Linked DNA regions of Mus musculus: regions 1 and 3 are each linked to region 2. Evidence: chromatin contacts called from public promoter capture Hi-C data. All regions are on one chromosome and are shown on one strand. The core of a region is the stretch at or near the end of the contact, and the rest is flanking DNA. Distances in the headings are between cores, read along the strand shown. Region 1 holds the start of Kcne3 (potassium voltage-gated channel, Isk-related subfamily, gene 3). Region 2 holds the start of Folr1 (folate receptor 1 (adult)). Region 3 holds the start of Pold3 (polymerase (DNA-directed), delta 3, accessory subunit).

Evidence for each region. Promoter capture Hi-C pulls out the DNA fragments that hold promoters and counts their contacts. Capture Hi-C pulls out chosen DNA fragments and counts their contacts.
Region 1: a contact with region 2 is called in a promoter capture Hi-C map of liver, with 5 times the contacts expected there. The contact joins the promoter of Kcne3 here to the promoter of Folr1 in region 2. A contact is called at or near these places in 2 of 39 promoter capture datasets (liver and pre-B cells) and 2 of 9 other capture datasets (adipose tissue and liver).
Region 3: a contact with region 2 is called in a promoter capture Hi-C map of liver, with 4 times the contacts expected there. The contact joins the promoter of Pold3 here to the promoter of Folr1 in region 2.

The regions. Positions count from the first base shown.
Region 1 is chr7:100,176,287-100,179,944 of GRCm38.p6, forward strand. Kcne3 (potassium voltage-gated channel, Isk-related subfamily, gene 3) reads left to right here and starts at 2,397. Exons shown (of 4, transcript NM_001360467.1): 1 at 2,397-2,480. It overlaps Gm51453 (a long non-coding RNA gene), which reads right to left and starts at 2,405. Exons shown (of 3, transcript XR_003946660.1): 1 at 2,035-2,405; 2 at 1,514-1,945; 3 at 1,098-1,367. Gm34821 (predicted gene, 34821) reads right to left here and starts at 384. Exons shown (of 4, transcript NR_169134.1): 1 at 282-384.
Region 2 is chr7:101,868,560-101,872,129 of GRCm38.p6, forward strand. Folr1 (folate receptor 1 (adult)) reads right to left here and starts at 2,229. Exons shown (of 7, transcript NM_001252554.1): 1 at 2,050-2,229; 2 at 598-745. It overlaps Gm35597 (a long non-coding RNA gene), which reads left to right and starts at 2,152. Exons shown (of 3, transcript XR_378387.3): 1 at 2,152-3,112.
Region 3 is chr7:100,119,585-100,123,233 of GRCm38.p6, forward strand. It overlaps Pold3 (polymerase (DNA-directed), delta 3, accessory subunit), which reads right to left and starts at 1,916. Exons shown (of 12, transcript NM_133692.2): 1 at 1,780-1,916; 2 at 90-145. The coding sequence starts at 1,839.

The DNA.
Region 1 (3,658 bases), core at 1,147-3,646, 1.7 Mb before region 2:
CCCAGAGCCCAGCTGGAGGATATGAGACCACCCAGACCATTTTCCAATGGCTCCTTGGTCAGTTGCCCTCTCTAAAGGAAAGATTAGGTTAATGGTTCATGTTCCCAGTGGGAGCAGAGACTGAAGGGCAGAAGGAGGCAGTTGAGATGTGAAGATAGATGTCCTGACAACAGGGGCCACTTCCTGTTTTTGAGACAATGAGCTTCCACCATGTCATTGGTGAAGCTGGACAGCCTTGTGGCAACGTGAACTACAGAGGATTCGCCTGGAGGGGAACTGACCAGAGAGCTGTAAGTCCTTCTTGCTTAGGTTCTGTGCCGAATGATTCTAGAACTCTAAGGTGGTATGAATCAGAGTTTCTGATTCTAAAGCATTATTGGAACAGATCGTCTGTGTCCTCAGAGCACTCCTGACAGGGACAGTTGTTGCTCCCCTATGTCAAGAATGCAAAGTTCTTCCCAAACTAGGAAAAGAGGGAGGACCTTGACTGAACCAAGGCAAGTCTCTCTCTCTCTCTCTCTCTCTCTCTCAGGTTTTTCTATATAGCCTTGCCTGTCCTGGAACTCCCTCTGTAGAACAGGTTGGTCTTGAACTCAGAGATCTGCCTACTTCTGCCTCCTGAGTGGGTCACCACCACCTGACAAGGCTAGTTTTAATTTTTTTTCAGATTTAATTGTTTTATTTAATGTCTATGATTATTTTGCCCAGCTGTATGGCCTATTACCCCACATGTGTGCCTGCTACCAGTGGAGGTCAGGAGAGGGCATTAGATCCCCTAAAACTGGAGTCACAGATGGTTGTGAGATCCTAGATGGGTACTGGAAACCTAACAGGGTCCCCCGCAAACGCAGCAGGTGCTCTTAGCTGCTGAACCATCACTCTACCCCTGTTGAGTTTTGTCATTGTTCTTGTTTGTTGTGTGCCTAGGAGTTTTGTCAGGGGGAGGCAGGGCACATCTTTAATCCCAGTGCTGAGCAGGCAGAGGTAGGCAGAGCTCTGGGAGTTTGAGGCTAGCTGGGTCTACAGAGTGAGTTTCAGAACAGCCAGGGCTATACAGAGAAACCCTGTCTCAAAAATCACATAAACAAACAAAGAAAAAAAGAAAAGAGAAACGAGATTCCCAGTCTCCCAATGGTGCTTAAGACTGGCCTTGAGGGCACCTGGCATGTAAGCGGTGCACAGACATCTACAGAGGCAAAACTCTGAATGCTGATTTCTGGGCCCCACTCTGGGTCTTTTGAATCCAAACCTCCCAGGAGGAGCCCACCGCCCTCGGTGTGCAGACTGGAGCAGCGCATACTGGGGTAATCGGGATGACGGCTCTCAGAGGTGGTGTCCAGCTTAGGGAGGAACGGCTGGATAGAAACCTGCCACACAGAAACAACACAACAAGGATGTGTTCTGAAGGAGATTAGCAATTATGCACAAAAAGCCCACCACGTGGCAATCTTGTTTTTCCCTAAGCACGTATTAGGTAATCATATCCTAATATTCTGTGATGGAAATTACTCACCTTGGAAATACTGCAGTAGATCTTTGCGAGAATTGTGAGGGAGCTCATCTGAGTGTGTTCGTTGTGTGACCTCCGCTAGTGAAGAGAGCTTGGATAAGTGGTTGCTACAGAGTCCCTGAGAGGCAGATCCCTATTTCTGTCATCAACAGGAAAATGACACTTATCAGCGTCTCTTCTATATCAACAGAAACAATTTTTAATATCATCAGAAACAATTTGGATGTGGACCCAGTGGCTGGAAAACAAGTGTTCTGGGACAGACACCAGTTAAGAAGTGAGTGGATACAAGTTGAGACCGGGCATGTGACACAGACTACTGAGGGGGGAGATGCCTGCTAGAGTACGTGGATTCTGAGACCAAGCTCTGACCGAGCTCTGCGCTGACTTGCTTGCTGAGTGTAGAATCACCTCCCCAATTTGGGCGTCTGCAAACTGAAAACAGGGTATGTCTTAGAATCAGATGTTTTCTTTGGCTATTCCGGTTTTAGTATTTTGGATTCTGAAAACACTTCTAATCTTACCGTAACCCTGTGAAGAGCGAGTGCAGGAATGGTGGTACCCATAGACAGGAAACCAAGGCCCCAGAGAGGAGCTGCCCAGTGCCACACAGCTACACAGGTACCAAGCCCGACTCCACCAAAACCTAGCGCTTGGTCTGGGTGTTTGGAAATCAGCTTTTCGCTAGGTTGGCTGAGACTTAAAGGAGACACAGACGAGAAAAATTCTGTCTGGGATCCAGGAAGCAGGTGGTTCCCCGCAACCGCACCCGGTTAAGGCTAAGGAGCTGGGCGGAGGCGCCCCAAGACAGCCAACGCTGAAGCTGGAGTGCTAAGGCAGGGCGGGGCCAGAGGAGGGACACCCTGGGAAGGAAAAGGGAGCCAGAGCCAGTAGGCGTGCAGAGATCTGAGAGCACTGAGCGCATCTGGGCATTATTGCAGTGTTCACCGGAGACAGATCGTAGAGGCGGGTAAGGCGCTACAGGGTTGGAAAAGCTATCCATAGTCCGGGCAAGACGTGCAGGGTTTCGGTGTTTTCCTTCAGAGGGGGGACCCGACGTGGGGTGCTGCTAAAACACAGAGTGGATCTTCCTTAGTGAGAAAAGCAGGTATTCCCAGGAACTATAGGGATTAGAGAGTTTCGCTGCGCATGGAAAGTCGTGTGTGGTCCGAAGGCGCTCTCCCAGGCTTTCCTCCAGGCAGCAAAGGCTCCTCCTCTCCTACCGATAAGAGGACACTCACAGGTCTGCAGCGGGACACTCACGGAAATAACATTCCAGGAGTCAGTCTTGCTCTACCAAAGCTGCGGGCTCTGCAGAACTGCCCTACCCATTCTACTCCACTGTGACCAGCCCTCGGCGATCAGATCCTCCGAAATCCCGGGACGGGCTGAAGCATCTTCCGCTGTTAGTAGCAATTCTAGGTTGAAAGTCAGGAGTCTTGGGTTCTAGTTTTCAGGTAGTGTAAATTGATGCAGGTCAACCATGGCTTTGTGCCTTATGCTTTCTTAGGTCACCTCCTGTAAAATGGGTCTCCTGCTCCAGTTGCCCCCATGTAATCCAATTAGGGCAAAGGGGAATGTTTGGGAGGTGTCTCAGCCAGTGTGTTAGAGCCCCGGGAAGCAAAGTCCTAATCTCTGCCTCCTTCTCTTTATTAATTTGCATGGGAGGAAACTGAGGACCCAGGATAATCTTATCACCAGGGACCATATTGAATTAGAACCAGTGTTTCCTCACTCCTAGCCCAGGACTCTTATTTCACGTACAGATATCGAATAAACTCATTCTCTCTGGCTCCAGCCACTCTGTAAATTGCAAATGGAGGGGTGCGATAACTGGAGGCATTAAAAACTGCCTTTAAAGTCTGTTGACTCCCGGAAGATGAAAACCGACTAGCAACTTTCTTCAGTTCAAATTCCTCAGGGCATGTTTTCTATCTGTAACGCAGGGGAGCTTGAAGTACCTTCTAAGAGGGAGGCAGGCAAGACCAAGAACCTCCATCCTATGCTTGGCTACACAGACTGGCCAAGTAGGGGCAGGGAAGGCACTTGTAAATGGCAAGGACCTGCAGGATTCATCAGAAAGGGTGGGACACAAAGGAGGTGGGCGACCCTTGGTGGCTGTGGGCTGTGAGAGGGCACAGCAGAAGG
Region 2 (3,570 bases), core at 979-3,478:
CCATGCGGAAAACAGACACAAATATCTTCAGGTCATTTCACCCGAGGATTAAACATAGAAGAACAAACCCGTCTCCAAATAAAGGCCAATTTTATCTATGTGCGACTGGACCTAGTTTGAGGGGCATGCTCCAAGTCCCCCCAGCAGGGACTACCCATCCAAATCTGACCTTTTGCCCCAGCCCCTCCCCCTACAAAATGCTCCGAATCACTAAGATGTTCTAAGTCCTTGCTGAGTCCCCCTCCCCCATTTGAATCTTGACCAGTCAGTGGTTTTTGTTTTTTGGGTTTTTTTAACTTTTTTCCTTTTTAACTCCCTCCAGTCAGTGTTCTCCATCTTCCCATGAGCCACAGTCCTACAAAGTCTTCACCACATTCCTAGTCAAGCTTTCTGATCCTGGTCCACATGGGACACTACCCCACCATTACCACACCTGCATCCACCTAGGATTCCCAGACTGGGAGAGTCGAGAGCTCAGTGCTAGGCTGAAGGACAGACTCCACCTACACTATCTTACAGTGGACCCTTGGGCCGGCTGTGCTCTGACCTATCATCATTTCCAAATCAGCAAATTCTTTAACACACGCTGGGGAGTACCTTAGGGTATGTGGATCCTGCTGAGAAGTGTCAGGCGGCAAACAAGGAAAAGATGGCAGCTCTCAGAGTGCCTCGGGCTTCTTTGTCTCCACTCTAGGCTTCCTTTGCTTTCTTCATTCCAGGAGACAGCCGGCCGAGGTTTAGTGGCCTAGGAAACAGAGCTGTGTGGAGCAGGTAGTGGGAATGCAGCCCAGGAATGGAGCCTGAGATTGGGCGAGGCCATTCAGCTGTTAATTATTGCATGTGTGCAACAGCAGGCCTCTGTAGGGATGCGATTAATAGTACAGGCTCCGTTCTTGGGATGTGTATGGCAAAGGCTGGCCTAGCATGTGTGAGGCCCTGGGTTCAATCCCCAGCATTGCAAGTAAACAAATAAACAAACAGCTGGGTGGTGGCACATGCCTAGTATGTGTGAAGCCCCAGTTTCAATCCCAGCATTGCAAATAAATAAACAAACAGCCGGGCTGTGGTGGTGCATGCCTTTAATCCCTGCACTCGGGAAGCAGAGGCAGGCAGATCTTTGTAAGTTTGAGACCAGCCTGATCTACAGAGAGAGTTCCAGGATAGTCAAGGCTACACTGAAAGACCCTGTCTCAAACAAACAAACACCTCACATTGTGTCTTGAGCTGCTAAGATCCTTTAAAATAATCCATCCACTACCAACACCCATGTCCTATTATACACATGAATAGGATGAGCCCCAGAGGACCACACCAGAGCCAATGGCAGGACTGTCACTAGAACACAGGCTTGCAACTTCCAGGCCTGTTGTATAGAATCAGAAGATCCCATGTCCCCAACTTCTCTCAGCTACAAGTTCCCCCAACCTCACCAGCCAGGCTATCACCCACTTCCAGTCACAAGACCCTGATGGCCTAACCTTTCTGACGAGAGCCTCAGTGCTGTGGAAGCCCAGGCTTCCTTTCCTTCTCCACTTGCTCACCTCCCACTCCTGTGACAGATCTTTACAGGCGTGGGGGCGTGGGGGGAACCCTTAAGGATCTGAGCTAATTTTGACATCACCCACATTTCACTGCAGCCAAAACAGGACCCCGTCCCCCACCCATCCCTTACTGGGAGCCCAGGATGGCGCTGCTGTTGGATAAAGGAGTGGGGAGTAGATTTGAGCAGGAGACTCGGAGTTGTTGATCAGTTACCTGTGCGTGTGTGGCCCCAGAGGAAGGCTCCAAATTGGACATAGATGTGGGAGCTGTCTCAACCGAAATTTAAGTGAGATAGTAGAGACCACTACATTGGTGAATGTCAGGAGAAAGAGAAAAGGAAGGAGGGGAAGGAAGGCAAGGAAGAAGGGAAGGAGGAAGGAGAGAGAGGAGGCAATTTGGACTCTGGGGGAAAATTAGCCAAAGAACAAGGCCCTACAAAGAGAGACAGGCTCCCAGGAGGTCCCTGGTTCTGTCTTGCTACCCTTCGCCCTGGCCACTGCCATGTACCTGAATCCTGTGACACACCAGGAGTGTTTGTCTACTGAAGATCACAACAGGTTGGGGACTTCTAGAGCCGTCAGCCTCCTTTCTTGTTTATACTTCCAGATCAGCCTGCTGACTGGGGAAGGGTGGGCCAGGTATCTATAAAGCCTAAAGCTGGAGGCCCTTCTAAGCTGTCTCTGCCCCGGGGCTGATTATTAACTGGCCTTTATGGCTCCTCTATTGCAAGAGTGAGGTTTGCCCCCTGGGTGATGCTCCTGAGCTCTACAGCTTCTGAATAATTAACCTTTCCAGTGAGGATTTGAGGTGAAGATTGAGCTGGGGCCTGGAGTGAACACCCTGCCCTGCCTCAGCTCCTGCCTGAGTGAGGAAAAAAAGAAATAAAAAGGAGGCCATGACAGCCCCTAGGTATGGTGGAGGAGAAAGTTTATTGTAGATATGGAGAAGAGCCTAGCCAGAAAAGCATTTGGAAGGGCCCAGAGTGAACAAGACCCTGAGCTGGGTCATGGGAGGGGAGAGGGGAAAGCCATGAGACCAAAAGTGCAAAAGGGTAAAAAGACCAGCTTAGCCAAAATGACTGCATTCTATAGAGAAGAACCACTAGAAGAAGGGTGGCCCAGGCCCTGGGCTGGAGAAGGTTTAGGTCAGGGAACCAGGCACGCCAACCAGGAGGATCCTGAAAACAAGCAGAGACTGGGGGATGCTAGGAGAGCTAGGCAGCTTGTGTAGGACCTCCATCAGCTATTTGACTGCATTTGAGCCCTAATGCCCTGAATGTTGAAGTGTTGTACCCATCCGGAGCCTAAGTGTTGAGATCATTTGACCACTAGGGAGGGACAGAATTTCACAGTCACCTTGGAGCCAGTCCAAGAAGTATCTCCCTGAGATAGCAGCTTATTATCAGCAAAACTGACTGTCAGTGTCTAGTCTGGCCCAGCCTGCTAGTGTCTTGTGACCAGGCTGAAAAAACAGGAAGGTGTTTGACAACCCCCCACATCCAACAGTGGGATTAAAGGCCAGGAAGCAAGAGAAGGCCTCCAGATTGCAGGGGAGAGAATCCTGAGCTTTGGTGAGTATCGGGCCCCCGATGTGCGCCATTCACACTGTTCAGGGCTGTGGACACTGGAGTTTGTCTACAAGTCTGGTGTCGTTCGTTTGCTTGAGAGAAGTCTATCAGGCATCCTGGAGCAGCATTCTAAGGCTTATGACTCCACACTACTTCTCCTGCCTGATTTTTTTTTTCTTTTCTTTTTGAGACAGGGTTTCTATGTGTAGCCCTGGCTGCTCTGGAACTCACTCTGTAGACCAGGCTGGCCTCGAACTCAGAGATCCACCTGCCCTCTGCCTCCCGACTGTTGGGATAAAAGTCTGCCTTTCTTTCTTTCTTTCTTTCTTTCTTTCTTTCTTTCTTTCTTTCTTTCTTTCTTTCTCTCTTTCTAAACATTTTTTTTTTTTTTTTTTGCTTTTTTGGTTTTTCGAGACAGGGTTTCTCTGTATAGCCCTGGCTGTCCTGGAGCTCACTTTGTA
Region 3 (3,649 bases), core at 666-3,165, 1.7 Mb before region 2:
AATAAAAAGATGATGCTGAAAATAATAAATAAAAACAAAGTGAAAGAAAAATTCCAATATTATTAAAATTAGCAGTCAAATGAACTTACTGTTTGGCCTGGTTAACATGAACCCCTAGTGTATAGCTTAGCCACTTGTAAGTCACCTGAAACAAAAAACAATTTTTAAGGTTTTATTAGCTGATTCCAGAGTACAGATAAGTGCCAAGAGCCTGTTCCTAGGGACTCTTATTCTCGGATGGCTGTGTCCTGTAAACTACAGCAGATACCAACAAGAAAAAAACCATATGACAAGTAAGGCCAGGGTACTTACCTTACAAACACTAAGATGCTTCACAGACTGATCAATGCAAAAGAATCTACAAAGGTGGGTCAGAGAGATGGGCAGTGGGGAAAGGCACTTGCTACCACACCCTTAAGAACCTGGGTTTGGCCGGGCGGTGGTGGCACACGCCTTTAATCCCAGCATTTAGGAGGCTGAGGCAGGAGGATTTCTGAGTTCAAGGCCAGCCTGGTCTACAGAGTGAGTTCCCAGGACAGCCAAGGTTATACAGAGAAACCATGTCTCGAAAAACAAACAAACAAAAAGAGCCTGGGTTTGATTTGTTGGATTCGTACGGTGGAATGAGAGAACTGGTCCTCTGACATCCATAATTGTGACATAGCACAATTATGTGTGTGTGTGTGTGTGTGCGCGCGCGCACGCGCATGACACTAAACATAATAAGAAAAGTCTTAAGAGTCTACAAAGCCAAGCCAAAGATTATTTAGCTCAAACTCCTTGTCTTACTTAAAAGCTCTCTGACCCTCTTGTCTTTAAGAAGCTACCTAAAACTATCCTAAAATTTATCTAAAACCTAGCATTACTTGAAAGCACATAACCCAGGAACTTCTCAGTAAATTTGCAACTATTCAAATGTTAAGAGGAACAGGTGGTGTGGGAATCAAAAAAAAAAAAAAAGAGAGAGAGAAAAATGGATAAATGTAGTATGGGGTAATTTCAAGAACTAGGGGCATCGAGCCTCCATCCTTCCCTGACCCGGTATGTCTGTTGTTTCTTCCAAAGCTAAACGATGCACTCCCAATAAGAGGACTAATAAAGATTGGTCAGAGGCAGAGTGGCAGACAGAGGCAGAGGGGAAAGAGACAGACCTGGGATTCAAGAATTTATCTATCCAGCCCTAATGGCCCTTGACGCGTTTATACACGTCATTTGACCCTTGGCTAAATCCCACTTCTAGGGATAACACAAAAGCCTGGAGGACCCGGGAGGTGTGAGTCGGTGTACCAAACTGTGTCCATGGGCTCACAGCAGCAAAGGTCCATCACACCCAAGTCTCTTCATTTTTACGCTAGCCCGAGGAGGTGGGTCAAGCTGCTTTCAATATTTAAATTTCCAGGAAGAGGAAACTGTCTCTGGTGGGTAAAGCACCAGGCAGTCGCCTATGAAAGTCGGCCAGTCTCAACTGTCTTGAGGGGCCACCACCCGACAGAGCAGGGAAAGGAAGCCTCACGAACCCCGCTGGCTTCCCAGGCTCCACGCCCCCGGACCTCACAATCCCGCCCAAGGCCCCGGGGCTTGGGCGCGCGCCAGAAGCTCTGCCCGCAGGGCGTGTCTCCCTACGCGGGTTTCGCGGTGACCAGTGGCCACCTCAGCCGGTCCCCGAGAAGCCACAGGCACCGGGGGTCGCGACCCCTCGCCGACCGGGCAGGCCCAGTCCCCCGCACACCCGCCTCGCACGGCCCCGCCTTCCCCACCCCCGTGGTCCTAGCTCCTCACGATCTTGTTCTGGTCCGTGACGAACTCGTCTATGTTTTCTAGATACAGCTGTTCCGCCATGGTGGTGCGGCTTCGAGCCCCGCGCTCAACCCGCCCCAGCCGTAGCTCCCGCCGGCGGGAAACAGCTTCGCTCACTCTCGGGTCACAGGTCGTCTCCCAGGGCAACCAAGGCGCCGCGCTACGGCGGCGGGTGAGGGCCAAACTAGTGAGAGGCCAGCCAGGGCTGATGTAGGGGGAAGTTGGAGCGAGACCGACCGGAAGTGAGGCGCGAGCCCGTGGTTGTCGGTGTGCACCTGAGAACGTTGCGATTTCTCTGCTACCACAAGTAGACTGACTCATAACCTTATATTTCACCGCTGGGGGCGGGGGAGTGCTGTGGCCAAGAGTACACATGGAGCCTACATTGTAAAGGAGAGGGAGGAGGGGGAAGAGGGGGAGGAGGGGTGGCTTAAAAGAGTTGGTGTCAGGCGTGGTGGTGCAAAAGCAAGCAGATCTTTGTGAGCTGAAGACCACCCTGTTCTACCCATGGAGCTCCAACCTAGCCAGAGCTACCAAGTAAGAGTCACTAGATTAGGGACATGATCTTTGGGTCAACCAGGAGTTTCCCGGAAGATGTGAAAAGACTGGGGAAAAGAGCAGACGAGAAATCAAATCATTCTATTTGGCTGGAGTTATAAGTGAGACGATACACATAAAACCTTCAAGCTGTGCTCACCACGATCACACTAATAATAGCTGGTAACTGTGTTGTTACACGACAAACATATTGAGCAAGTGCTTTGAAAATGAAATTTCATTTAGTCTCATAGAAACCCAGCAAATGCATTGTGTGGTTTTCATAGAGAATCATAACAGATGCCTGTAAATAAACCCAAGATCATGTCAAAGAGATTACAGTTGTGTCTACAAATACACTGAAAGGTTTTAGGGTCAAAAACAAATCAGAGAAGAGTATCCCTTGGAATTTTCCCTCCCACGAATTAAGAGATGAAGAAAGTCTTTTAGTTTCATGTATATTCCCCAGATATATCACAATTACTTACTTACTGAGTAACTAGCATGTGGTGGGCATCTCTAGCAGTGACCCTAATCCTCAAGTAGTCTTGTTAGATTTTATTATCCCTTTATACACACACACACATACAAAAGATGAGGTCCCATCATTTCAAACCACCTTCATGTTGTTCATGGGAAGAGTGACTAGGAAACAACTGCAAGGACTTTGAGACAGGGTTTGTGTAAACAAAAACTATTTTAAGTATGATCTTGGGGCCAATGAGATAGCTCAGTGGGTAAAGTGCTTGCAGCACAGACCTGATGACCTGAGTTCAGTCCCAGGGAGCCACATAAAGATGGCAGGAGAGAACTGATTCCTTGGAGTCATCCTTTGGTCTCCACACACCATGGTACATGCAGGCCCATGTATATGCACAAAATAATTAATAAATAAAAATTCAAACTTACTGTATTCATAATGTCAGAACACCCACGTGTAATAGACTCTCAGCAAATGAATTTTGCTTGAAGTTTGGTTACAATGAAGGCATTGAGAGCTAAGTGAAAATACTGCTGAGAAAGAAGTAGAGCTCTGATGTGCCCACTGTGACTTACCATCACTGAATGGGCAGGGGCCATGTTAGACTTTGTATTTAAATATTCTCGTGTAATCTCGTCAACAATCTAGGATGTAAATATTACCTGTATACTAATATATAGATGTCAGATAACTTGAGTCTTTATCTCAGTTTTATAGAAACTGTCCAGAGTTAGGTAGTTTGCTCCAAGCCACATACATAGCAAGTATGTTTCCGTCCAGGTATGCTAAAATAATCGCCCACCGTCTCAAAGCTGGGCTTGCTTTGGTGGTAGC